2 separate regions of the Zea mays genome follow, and region 1 is linked to region 2. Evidence: chromatin contacts called from public Hi-C data. All regions are on one chromosome and are shown on one strand. Each heading gives the region's core, a stretch centred on a gene start, on an enhancer-like site or on the middle of the called end of the contact. The rest is flanking DNA. Distances are from core to core; before and after follow the strand shown. Region 1 holds the start of LOC100279778. Region 2 holds the start of LOC103627316.

Region 1 (6,628 bases), core at 1,272-3,771, 180 kb before region 2:
GCTTCTTGACGAACCACCCGCAGCTTGATAATCTATGGCATCCAAGAAAAATACTTGTTATCGGTATAAATAACAGTTTTGCAACACAAAAACAAAATGGTGTTTATAGTTGATAGACATGTAGGACACTTCGATAAACATTCACTGTAATGTCACTTTGATGAACGAGTAAAACAAAGCAGTAGAAAACTCAGGAGTAAAAAACAATCACATAACTTCATTACAAAAGGGGTTCATAAAATGGACAAAATACAAAGTGAAACCTGTATAAAAAAGTCAAGTGATACTATGAACAATTCAACATAGTACGGTACAAACACACAACAGTGCAACAATGCATTTATTTTTTTTTAAATGACCTAATTAGTTGAACTAATTAATCAGCCAATACAGTGTGTTTTTCTTCTAGAAGCCAAAAGAACTAGTTTAAAGCATAACATAACTTCCCGTCAAACACAAATGCCATTTTAGTTATAACATAGCAAATATATATATTGTTTCCTACACCGGTTGAGGTGGTTTGGGCATGTCCACCGGAGATCCCAGAGGCACCGGTGCATAGAGGCATCATAAGACGGGACAATAATGTGAAGAGAGGTAGAGGTCGACCAAACTTGACATGGGAGAAGGCAATCAAAAGGGACTTGAAGGAATGGAATATCCCAATGGAGTTGTGTTTGGATAGAAGTGCTTGGAAAGAAGCTATCCACGTGCCCGAACCGTGATTAGACCTTTTTCCTTTTAGTGCTCTCAAAAGCTTTTCCCCTCTCCTTTCTCTCTCTCTCTCTCCTTTTGGTGACATCTTGTTGGGTTTCAACTCTAGCCTACCTCAACTTGCTTGGGACTAAAAGGCTATGTTGATGTTGATGTTGATGATGTTTCCTACTCATCCTTTTCCCATAAGAAAATGTATTAAATGCTGACTGATAGTAGTGCCCCAATTAGAGAGACATGTATCAATTAGAAGGTGCAAATACATGTCATATACTAAAGCATTAACACCTCCCTTGTTTTATGGGCATAACAAGTATATGCATTTTCCCGCCACAGTGCTAGCAATTATATAAATCATACGTCTCATCTATGCACCATCCATTCACACTACAAAGACCATGCAAACTACAATATGTTTCTTTAGTGTTTCCTCGGAAACAGCTTCATTAGTAGGGAAGACACAAATTCCTGAACAACTCCCATAGTTGCTCCATATCAACCATGATGTCCATCCAAGAAACCATCTCCCAGTACAACAAAATCTACATTTCCAGCATCAAGAGCCCACATCTAGAAACAGGGGCGAAGCTAGAGGCCGGAGAATCCTAGTGCACACTTGACATTTCAATATACACATGTATTAAAAATCTTCTCTAAATAAAAATTAGGGTGTGCACAAGTGGTAGAATTTAGTTTTTTAATCACTAGAAACTGTTTTTCCCTGGTGCACGTGCACTCGGCTTGGGCCCTATGTGGCTTCGCCCCTGTCTAGAAACAGCCTCTAAACTGCAGTCACGGTAGATTAAACACATATATACAAATGAAAACTGTTCCTATAAATAAACAGCCTTTGATGATTAATGCATTCGAAGCACAAAAACAAATCAAAAGCATCATTTTTTCAGTTTTTACAAGTGTTATTCGGTAACCCCAATTATACTGTGAAGTTTAGAACCTACCAATCCTAATGTGGTGTTACAATTGCATTGTATCTATAGCACAGCAGCCACAGCTAGCTGACATCAATAGGCTCAAAATTCGCAATAACAGTGGAGTTTACCTGAGTGGGAGGAAGCTATAGTCCAGATGTTTGGAGCGCCTGCTGCCTTGTCATGCTGCATCCATCCCGGCTTCAATGTCGGTGTGTCCTGATCCATGGCTCTGCAGGCACCACTCAACGTCCACCCACCAGCCACGCTTGAGAGGCCGGGCCAGGGGTGGACCTCCCGTAGGGCATGAGGGGACAGGGAAGAAAAACTGCACCAGCCCGTACCTGGGTGGATGCTTGTGCGCGCTTGAAAGGAAGAACCTAAACCGCGGATGGAAAGCCTAGACTAGATGAGATTACTCGATTGCATTAGCAGGGCACCACCAAGAGCCAAACGAATCCGTGCAGTATAAGGGAGAGGACGATGAGGGGCGACTCCTCCTGGTGATTGGGAGGAGGATGAAGGCCCGGCCTGCCTGCCGTCGGTTGCAGGCCGGCGGCAAGGCCGCAATGGGGACGACGAGCAGCGGCGGGAAGAACCCTTCAGCTAGATTAAACCTCCTGACCTTCCGGGCGAGGTCTTAGGGCGCAACCCACCACACGACGAGCGCCTCGGATTAAACTCTAGAAATCAATCAAAGGAGAAAAGTATTGGTGCGGAGATGAAGAACTCTGTCCCTGCGGATGAAGAACCCGGCGGCGGCGGCGGCGGCGGCGGCGGCGGCGAGATTAGTCGTCGTATTGAATTGGCAGTTTCTTTAGGCGAGTCGCTTGGCTCGGCGGCTGCGGTGCTGGGGCGAGAGGGGCCTACGGGAGCGCAAGAAAAAAATGCAAAACGGTTACGGATATATCGTGGGTGGGTTTTATACCAACAACTCGGAATAATCACAGTTAGTTGTTGTAGACAAAAGTTCACGGCATATTCTTGGAAACTATAATTTTATAATACTATCTCTACTAACTATTAATGGCCAAATGTAGACTGCCTCCGCCATCCCCTGTCTCCCTACACGCTCGGCCGCGCACCCTAGCCACGTCGCGATTCCGCCGGCGTCGCGCTGCATCCGCGGATTCCGCGCGCGCTCGGCCGCTCCAACCACGCCACGATTCCCGGCGTGCGCGACGTGCCTCCCGCGGATCCCGCCGCGCGCGCTCGGCCGCTCCAACCACGCGGCGCGCTCGGCCGCTCACCCACACCCCGGCGCGCGCTCGGCCGCCCACCACCACCTGCCGCGGATCCCGCGCTCGCGGATCCCGCGGAATCCCGCGCGCGCACGCCCTGCCTCCGGGTATCCCGCCGCCATGACGCGCACTACGCGCACGCTCGCCATCCCCTGTCTCAAGACCTCTCCGCGAACTGCCACCGCAAACGCCCGAGCTATCCGCCAACAACTGCCCGCATCAATCCGCCGTCATCAATTAGTTCATCCCTGCTCAAATCCCTGCCCTCTTCATTCCCCCACCCTGCCCCCTTCATTCCCTCGCCACACCCCCTTCATTCGCACGCCAGTGTGCCGCTGGAGAGGAAGAACGACGGAAAGGATCTTGCCCCCGCCATCCGGAGAGGAACGATATCAACCGCGCAGGCCTCGACCAAGGTATGCAATTATACTATGCATTATTTTGCTTGATTCTGATAACTTAGTTCTCATGTGAATTGCTCAAGCACACTTAGTATAGTATTGAGCTGAAGCTAATAAATTTCGAGTATAGGTCATAGGTGGATTTGACCCTAAAGCTGAAGCTAGGTTTCGTATAGGTGAAAGCCTTAATCGGTCAGAAGGTAGCAGCCCCAAATGTAGGCCTTGTTCGGTTATTAGTATGTCCCATGGATTGGATAAAGGATTGGAAAATAGTTAGTACATATGTTGACTTGCTCTGAATTTAAAACAGACCTACATTTCGGTTATTAGTATGTCCACATGGATGGGAGTAAAACAGACCTGTAGTGGGTACCCAAGGGATCACTTCTTGCTGGACGGATTTGTTCTTTTTTGCAATACAATCTGTGGCAAAAGATTATGATGCAGCAGCAACCACTGCTGAAGCTTGGCAGTAGGGATGAGACTAGGAATCCATTTAAATAAAGGTGTTTTGTGCTAGAAATATTTAAAGGAACCTAAAATTTTATCGTTTTAATAACCATTCAATATTTCTATATCCATGCTGAGCACAAGATATATTACTGCCATATGGTTGGACCAACTTAAAACCTTCTATGGCAGTGTGGCTAAAATTTTCTTGCCTCAAAACACCTCGATTGTCATCTTCCTTTTGAATGACACATATTTGGTCGGTCCAAAATAGAATGCCCCAAAGTGAAAAAAAACTTACCTGCAGACTTAACTTCTCTGACCAACTCTGCAATAGAACAGGGTTTTTGTGCATCTCAGGCTCATCTACTAGAGCCTTCTCTAATTCATCTATTTGCTCATTATTCATAAGGGTACGCTTCCTTCTCTTAGGTTGCCTTTCGTCATACATACTACTCTCTCCTATCCCATCCTCCTGGAGACCATTTTCGCTTTAGAAAGTTCTGGTGTTTTGAACTTATCCATGCCGGTGGATGCTGGGTCAAAATTCATTCTGTTGTGCTGCTGTCCAGTGCTAACACCGCAAGCGACAGCTGAAGGGCCACCACTTGCTGAGACCATGATGACAAAAGGTGTACTTTTAGCACTAAAAACAGGCAATAGTGTTACTTCAGAATTCAGAACACATATAAGTCCTCATGGGTGCTCTTAATAACATGAAAACCAGAAACAACTCATTACTATAGAAAATACCTGGGAGTTTTGAAAAATGTTTATTATATAGCAATTAAAGTCAGTACCATGTATTACTCCAGAACACAAAAAAGCTGAGACCATGATTTACAGGTATAAAGAAGCATATATCAAACTTCCATTTATTAGACTCTGGCGTTTGCGTTAATCGCCATAATAACAGGGATTCTGCAGCTACCTGTCTACTAGCCGAAACTCCTTTGTCAGTTCTTCCACACCTCGAGTAGCATGATTCTTTCCTATTGCCAACCATCAGTTTTGCTCTTTCCAGTGCTTTAAATATCTCAGACTAACAAAACAAGACGATAGAGCTTCTTGAGAAAAATTACTTTGGCAATAGTGAAGCAAACAGCTCAACAGGGTAATCACCTCAACTGTTGGTTTAATGTTACCTTCAGAAGAAAAACCATAGAATCTGCACAAGGACAAGCGGAATCATGTGAAGGGGGATAAAAGACAGATCACAAGTACAAGTTGCATAAGAACCAGCATGAACAGATCACATTAGCAGATTCTATAGAAGGTCAAACATTTTAAGGAAAAATAAAACATGTTATATAATTTAAGAAGCACGGTTTTTTACGATATGTATATTTTTTATTTGTTTGGGATCAAATGTAAGCAGTTTAGTAAATACATTGAATAACAACAATTGTTTTTGGTACTGACATGAGTACATGACTTGATCAACAAAGACATTCAGTTTAAGGGGGAAAACTCTTGACATGCAGCACTATAGTAGTTTGTTTCCACTGGATCAAAGAGTATTAGGGTTCCAATGAAAATATTCGCCAGAAACTGCTGGGCCTGTTTGGATCACCTGTCAGTTATAGTAATAATCTCTAGGTCATTTTAAAATACAAAACTCTAAGTGATCCAAACACCCTAGATTATGGTTGAATTATAACCAACATATTACTGGAATCCTAAAATCCATCTCAAACCTGCTAATACAAGATTATAGGTGGTTGGTGCTCAAAAGACCAAATCCTATAATCTAGCACCTATAATCCAAGGATCCAAACAACCCAGATTATTTTAACCAATAACCAATAATCCAGATTATTATAATCCCATTCACAAAACGGGTTTTGAAAATCCAAAGGTGATCCACACAGCCACTAAAAAACGACTGTCAATTCAAACATTATAAATAGAAGAATTCACTATTCAGAGGATAACACACCTCTGACCGAAATACATGACTTTGAGATCATTATTCAGTTTTACAGGAACTGATTGGTGTCAATGAACGAGGGGAGAGATTTCTGTCCTGTGTACTCCTTTATGGGAACATTATGTTATAAGGACTGATTAAGGTAATTTAGTTAACTTGCACTACTATGTCAGCAGGACAAATTGCACTGGTCCTCGCATTGTATGTAACATCAACATAACCTATCTTGTTCTGGGAATCTGGGTAACTACTATAATTACATGGTTTATGTACTGGATGACACATCATACTGATTCACTACTTAGCAGGAATATCTCCATGACCTGAAGCCTCTTCTTCATGTGGATGCGATTCCACATGTTGTTTTCCACTGCACTTTTCTTGCATATTGCCACAATGTCATTGCTGGTTGTCTGTTCCCTAGCTTTTGGCTGTGACCACAATCACCCTGCAAAATCTTGCAAACTTGTTTCCACTGCACTTGGATTGGATAAAGGATTGGATAAATGTTGACTTGCTCTGAATTTAATCAGAAGGGTTGGATCAATGCCGAAATATTAAGATCTTTGATGACAGACATTATAGCACAGCTGGCCTAAACATGATAGGTTCACGATAAAATACACATGAATAAGGCCATAGTCCATATTCACCTTCAAGAACGATAAGCATTATTTCGGCTTCCCTATTGTTGGATCAAGGCCATATTTCATAATCACCTTCAAAAGAACAATGAACTCTACATTTGACCCTTAGTAGAGATATGGTAAGCTGCCAAATTCATCACTTGTAGCACTGGTTTACACAGAAACCTTCTTATTCCCTCGTTACAACTACATATAACCAAGCAAAAATGGCTGACTGCTTGCTTGGTTTTCCCTTTTCCATACCCCACTAATGTGGGAGTCTCCTGCACTGGGACTGCCCTTTTCTGATTTGCACTCATCTGCTTCTGTATATATA
Region 2 (6,893 bases), core at 3,852-6,351:
TAATGTTAGTCTAAATAGTCATGTTTATCATCAAACGCCAAAAACAGGCTTAAATGAGTCTTGATTTATTTTTATTGTAAATGGATTTGCTAAAATTTAGGTATGAAAATTCTACATCTTCTTTTAAGCGATGGTTATTATACATATCTTATACTGAAATTGCATATTTGGTGCACTACAATTTATGTAGGTATAATTCGTAATTTTTGGTTCTGAGAATAAAAATCATTAGACAAACCTAACAAAATCGGATCTATGTTGGACAATTAATAGTTATTTCTATAATGAGACAAGGAAAAAATGAATTGTTATGGTAGAAACAAATCATTGAAGTAACAATCTACTTATATATTCTAGTTTATTGCATAAGAGTGTTGCCTAAAACCACTAAAAATGCATGCATCAAATATAGGAATAGTGATAAAATAACAAAATTCATGCACAGTTCATTTATGCCGGCTCCGTTATTGGTTTACCAGCGCCAAATTGATTTGGAACAAAAAATGCTTTAACAATGTAGGGTTCAACAAGATGCTACGTCTCCTTGTGAAAAAAATGCTACGTCTTAGTTTATAACTTATGTTTTTTTAAAAAAAATCGTAAATGCATATGATCATGTACATACACATCCAGTCACATATAAACTCATGCTGACATATACTGTACCGATAGGACGGAGCAGATTCGAAAAACTAGGAAGGAAGATATAACAATTGTGAAGTCACCGTATATCTCGTCGAGTGTTGTCGCATGCACGTACACATTCTACCTTTACAAACATCTTGCTGTATGTGGTCTATCATTAAAAAAAGAGTCATTAAATTGTAGAATAAATCAGAAAAAAACACGAGCACTCATATCAAGTCGAAAACATGAGTAGACATATATATTAAGGCCCTACTGGTGTTTGGAACCAACTCAACTTTTATAAATTGGCTTTAGCTAGAGGAGTCTAGTTTCTTAGTTTTTAAAAACTAAGAATCCAGTTTCTGTAAATTGAATCACAAAACTTGCATGTTTGGAACCATCACAGTTTTCATAAATCAAATTCTTAAAAACTGCAACCAAGTCAGAACAATGCACGTTCAATGACAATATAAAGTCCGATTCCAGTTCAATTATTCCCCAAACGTGTCGTCCAAATTAAAACAGATAAACGGTGAACCACACGTTCACACCACACATCGTTTAGGTGACTCTGTATGCATGATAAGGCTTTGCATTCTGTAGCAACACACAAGGGCACACATTTGCTAGCCAGTATACAGAAAGGAGACGTATGCACAAAATATCACATGGAAAAGAGAGGGTGACTGCATGCCAGGAGGAGGGTATATATAGCCGAAGGAGGTCTTCCAATCCCACTGTTTGTACAGCGTTGGACAAACGATAATCAAACTGAAAATCAAATCACAAGCACACACAACGTACATACAGATCTGAAATGTTGTGGGGGATACTGGGGGGTAATAATATGGACAGAATCGACGATGATCTTGGCCGCCTGGATCGAGAGATGGTGAGAGACGTGCGATCGATCGATGGTCGTCAGAAGTCGGTGTGGTCATCGGTCGCCCGGGCCCGGAGCCTGGCCGAGACGACAGTGGCGGCCATGGACAGCACCGTCCCGAGGAGGAGGAAGACCACGGGGACGGTCGCCTTGTTGTAGTAGTCGACGAGATCGTCTTTGACGCCGGCGTCGTCCCACCTCACGTGGTGGACGTACCGCAAGGCGTCGTTGGTGGCGCCGAACCCCGCGCCGACGCCGCTGGCCAGCAGAACGGTGACCACCTGCGCCACACATGCTTACATTATCGCATATACGTGTACACGTGTGCATGACATGACGACATTGCATGCGTCTAGCGTCTTACCACGTCGGCGCACAGGCTGATGTCGAGGATGAGGGCGCTGGGCGTCACCCGCTTGCTCATGCAGAGGAGGTAGACGGAGACGGGGATCTGCAGCACGCCGGCGGCCATCGCGATCACCGCCACCGCCACCGCGTACCTTCAGTTTGTACATCATCACATATGCGCGCGCGTACAGCAGCAGCGACGAGACGTACGAGGAACAAATCAAATCAAATCAAATGAAACGACTACCGCCGTACGTATCACAGCACGGCCGGCGGCGCCCCTTGCTCGATGGATCGGATCACGTACGAGTAGCTCTGGAGCTTGTAGAAGTCATCGCTGCCGTAGTCGCGCTTGGTGTGGTTGTGGACCGTGAGCGGCACGCTGACGGCCAGGGCCGCGATCATGAGCAGCCGCGCACCGATGCCGGCGGCGATCCACGCCTTCCGCGACAGCGCCATTATCACGCCCTGCTCCTCTACCTCTCGTCGTCCTTAGCTAGCTAGGGACGGCGGCGACGACGCACGTACGGACGTCACGCCCGGCCCCCATGTATAGTAGAGTCTTGCTAGTGCTTGCGCGCGTGCGTGCGTATTTGTAGTGCAAATGTGCAATGCAAGGAAGAGAACAGCTGCCGACGTGTGTAAATGTAAGTTCGTGGGAAGCAGGCAATCACAACAGCTAGCTACTAGCTGCTCAGCTAGCCGGCCGGGGGATATATATATATTATGTGCTTGTTTTTGCTCCCAACGTCGTGTCGATGGCGACACCGCCTATGTGCACTGCAGTATATCCGCTACAACTGTCAAGGCCGGAAATTACACATGTATGCTTCCTTCCTTAGTTCCAACGCCGTCCGGCGCTAGCTGCAAAAGCTATATGGCCTACGGGCACGGCATCCATCCTTCGAGGAAACATACGCTATTATATCGTTTCGGATGGTTACGCGCTTTCATAACAGCGTAGCCACATGGTGCGTGTGTGGTCGCTTATATGTGAGTGGTATTACTTGGACTGATGATTTTTGAACCAAGTCATAACTCATAGACGTACGCACAAAGATGATGTAGACGATGGAGCAGCATATATATGCAAAATCAAAGTAAATGCAGCGACGTGCGGTCATCATACTTGGCACGTTGTGTCATTTAGGTCACCACGCTACAAAAAGAGACCAGAAAAAGTGGACAAATCGGAATTAGGCGTAAAAAGCGAAAACATCACCGTGTAGAGTAGAGTATAGAAATAAAAGCAGTATTACGATCAATTGAAACATCTCATTTAGATATATGAAAAATATATTATAATATGCATATGGCTACCAAAAAGAAATCGCGACTATACACAAAAAATAAGGAAGCCAGTAAATCTAAGGGTATCAATTTAAAAAAATCGTATAATTAATGAGCTCATAGCTAGTCTATTCTAGGGTACTGTCTATAGTCTGGTACACATCCCAAGTCACACGATTTTTGCGTAAAATATATTGCACATGTGTGATGCGGATTTGAACAACCTAAGATCTAGGGCTTTGCGTGTTCCCTCTTATCACTCTGTTGTAGAGCTATCTATAACTAGAAATAAGATGCTTTTCTTTTTCATTTTAACTCTAAAGAGTCGTTACTATGGATTGGTGGCTCTTCTAAATTTAGTATCGATTGGTGTTACCAACCAATTGATTACTGTAATCAGTACTAATAAGTGATGTTAATTAGTATTGATTAGAGCCACTAACCGAGACTGATACTGCTTTAGAACGTCTGCATGCAGTTAGAACCAACAGTGATATATACATCAGTACTGAGGTCTGAAGCTCTTTGTCTAATACTTGTAGAAGAGCATACAAACCAAAAACGTAACCAAGAGTAGAAGTACGTCTTGGTATTCCATTCAAAACATTTTCTATTTGAACGCGTCACAACAGAACGTTAGAATTACAAATGTATCAGCAACCGGGGTACTAGATCATGGAAGGAAACATTATTATGAAATTTAGTCTCATGTAGCAACAACTAAAATTCGGTGCTACTAGTAAACTAGCTAGGAAGGCATGGCATCTCAGGTCTTCGATTAAAAAATCGAGAGGATTTCAGAAATAACTTAATCACACAAATGGACATATATATATATATATATCGTGCAACATTGTTAACAAGATTCTGAGGCAAGGCAAGAGGGGGAGCCTCTTGTCCCCAGCTGATTACCAATTTACCACACATAGGAGGGTCATGCATTCTGAACTAACGCACAGGTTGAGTTTGCTTAATCTCTCTCGCGCGCGCCCGGATCCACTGGTCAGACGTCGTCGGCGATGTCGTCGTTGCTTGCTGCCCTGACCCGGAGCCTGGTGGAGACGACAGTGGCGCACACGGACAGGACCATGCCGATGAGGAGGAAGACGATGGCGATGAGCCCCTTGTGGTAGTACTTGACGAGATCTTGCGTGGCCTCTTCCGCCCACCGCGAGCCATGCTCGACGTACTCCAAGACGTCGTCGGTGGCGCCGAAGCCCGCGCCCACGCCGCTGGCCAGCACCACGGTGACCACCTGCACCATCACGATCGAATTGAAACCTATGGCACATGAGTGGAGGAGTATATATCTACGGTACGGGATCGCGGTCCGGTCGAGCGCACGTACAATGTCGGCGTACATACTGACGTCGAGGATGAGCGAGCTGGGCGCCTGGGCGTCATCATCCGCTTGCCCCTGCAGAGGAGGTAGACGACCACCGCGTACCTTTTTTTTTTTTTGTCCCCGATGGCGCACGCATGCAGCATATATACAGATACAGTTATACACACAAGCAAGAACCGTTTCAGCAAGGCCTGGAGTTTACTAATAGTCGTTAAGCTGTATCCACGCGGCGCCGGCGGAGACGACGACGACGACGACGTACGTACGTGTAGCTCTGGAGATCGTTGTTGTAGCCGGCGGCCTTGAAGTCGTAGTAGGTTCTGTTCGAGAACCTCGACTGCACGGTCAAGGCCAGGACGGCGATCAGCAGCAGCCGCGCGACCAGACCGCCGGCGATCCACGCCGTCCTCGACAGAGCCATCTGCTCCACCTCTCTATCTCTCCCGGCCGCTCTCTAGCTGGCTGGTTATTACGGACGCCGCGGCACACGGACATAATTGGTGTGCCGCGCGTAGAATTTGTAGTTTTGAGCGAGGGGGTCATGAATGGACAGAGACAACGTTGGGGGCCTTGCTGCGCTGGGGCATAGTTCCTATCGATCAGGCCGCCAATCCGCTCCATCTGTCACCCGGATGTTAGTTGCTTGCTTGCCGCGCTCGACCGGAGGTGCTTCCAATTCCAACTCCAAGACAGCGGACACGGCACGGCAAGGAAGGTGCAAAGAAAAATTCGGACCATTTCCAGTAAATCGATTCGCTATAGTTTCATCTTCAACAAAATTTCAATATATCATAATATAACTTCAGATAAAATACGAAGTTCTTGGGAGGTTAGTAGAGAGGATGAGACATGAGAGAAGTCGCTGCTAGCCACCGGGGGCGCGGAGCCGGCTGTGGAACGTCCGCAAAGGCACAAAGGATGGGCTGTGCCTGTGCGGTGTGGATGGCGCCGACTACACCGACGCGGAAGGAGAAGGGCAACACAAGGCGTACACGGGTCACGACTCACGACATGGAGGGAGAGTGAGCAGCTTAGTTCAGCGGCACACGACGCGGAGAAAGAGGGCGCACATGGCACGACAAACGAACGACAGCACACGTCGATGCTAGCCATCGGGCTTCAGGGAGTAGGGCAAGCGCCACGGTCTAGACTTAGGCTCGGTCCAAAGTAGCTAAAAGTCTTAAATGCATGAAACATTTAAATGTCGTAAAATTTTGTTTTAGGTCAAATTGCTTGAACAGTGTTTTAATAACATTGCTTTATCGTCGGTCTACAACCATCTTACCCCCACATCAAATTTTCTTTTACAAACTTTTAGACAACATAAACATGTAGTTTTATTAAAATAAATACACATGATTACATAATTAAGCAAATATAATCTACAAAATTCATAAAGCATAAATAAAAAATAACGTGAACCATAAATAAAGATTACATAATTCATAAAACATAAATAGAAACTACATAATTCCTGATGCTAAAAAATTACATAGGCTGGATTCTAGGCAATCACTTGGTGCAAACCGTACAAAAAGTTGACTACCTGAGGCGCAAAAACGATAAAGAATGTGCATCATCAAATGCAAAAAAAAACGTGGTCGGCAGGATTCGAACCTGCGCGGGCAAAGCCCACATGATTTCTAGTCATGCCCGATAACCACTCCGGCACGACCACTGTTACGTTAAAACCTGTTAAGGCAACCTTTGTTGTAAACAAAACGCGGCCCGCACATGTATATACGCGATGAATGCAAAAGAGCCAGTGAGAAACAACGCAATATGGGGGCCCATACTTGGCAGGTGAATATGTGACCACGACATGCATGGCATTGAAAGATTACACTAGAGCAAACAGGGTTACATATGATAAGCCTCGAGACCCACTGAATTAAGTCATGTCACACGTTTTGCTGAAGGCAGTAGTAACGTAGATTTGCAGTGTCCTGAAGTAAACTAATGTAAAAGTCCACCTTTGTAATTAGTTCGACCTGGCGCTCTCGCAGTGACAGTACTTTACTAGTGTCTTCTCTTGCCTTCTTGTACGCACTAAGCTTTTTAATTTCAATCTTCCAGCAAAAGTTTTATGTCTGACCTAATTTTTTTCTCAAGAACTGAAAACCATCAGAATAACTCGTAACTGTATCTGGCAATATTTTATGGAAACTAAAAATCCTTCTTGTTACTTTGTTTGAAATACCGTTATTTGTTACGGTTGTTTTCTGGTAAAAGACATAAATTAAAATAATTCAATAGCAACGTCGTCATAGTAAGCAGCCTAAGCAATGCTACACTTCATACAAGACAGAAATTAACTCTGACCTCTCTCAGGGCTTAAAGTTGAATTTGTATGGCCCACAGCTTGATTTCAGATCGCCTGTCTTTCTTGAGACATCGTTT

Evidence for each region. Hi-C and Micro-C count contacts between places; a contact is called where the count stands out from the background.
Region 1: a contact with region 2 is called in a Hi-C map of ear, with 5 times the contacts expected there. The contact joins the promoter of LOC100279778 here to the promoter of LOC103627316 in region 2. A contact is called at or near these places in 7 of 25 Hi-C or Micro-C datasets (ear, leaf, root tip and 1 more).

Annotation. Positions count from the first base shown.
Region 1 is chr5:178,724,951-178,731,578 of Zm-B73-REFERENCE-NAM-5.0, reverse strand. LOC100279778 reads right to left here and starts at 2,521. Exons shown (of 5, transcript NM_001152736.2): 1 at 1,775-2,521; 2 at 1-32. The coding sequence starts at 1,871.
Region 2 is chr5:178,545,006-178,551,898 of Zm-B73-REFERENCE-NAM-5.0, reverse strand. LOC103627316 reads right to left here and starts at 5,101. Exons shown (of 2, transcript XM_008647623.4): 1 at 4,497-5,101; 2 at 3,961-4,403. The coding sequence starts at 4,511. The coding sequence ends at 4,152. TRNAS-AGA (transfer RNA serine (anticodon AGA)) reads right to left here and starts at 6,171; the gene lies at 6,090-6,171. It overlaps LOC109939574, which reads right to left and starts at 2,433. Exons shown (of 3, transcript XM_020537756.3): 1 at 2,166-2,433; 2 at 1,875-2,010; 3 at 1,090-1,791. The coding sequence starts at 2,317. The coding sequence ends at 1,549.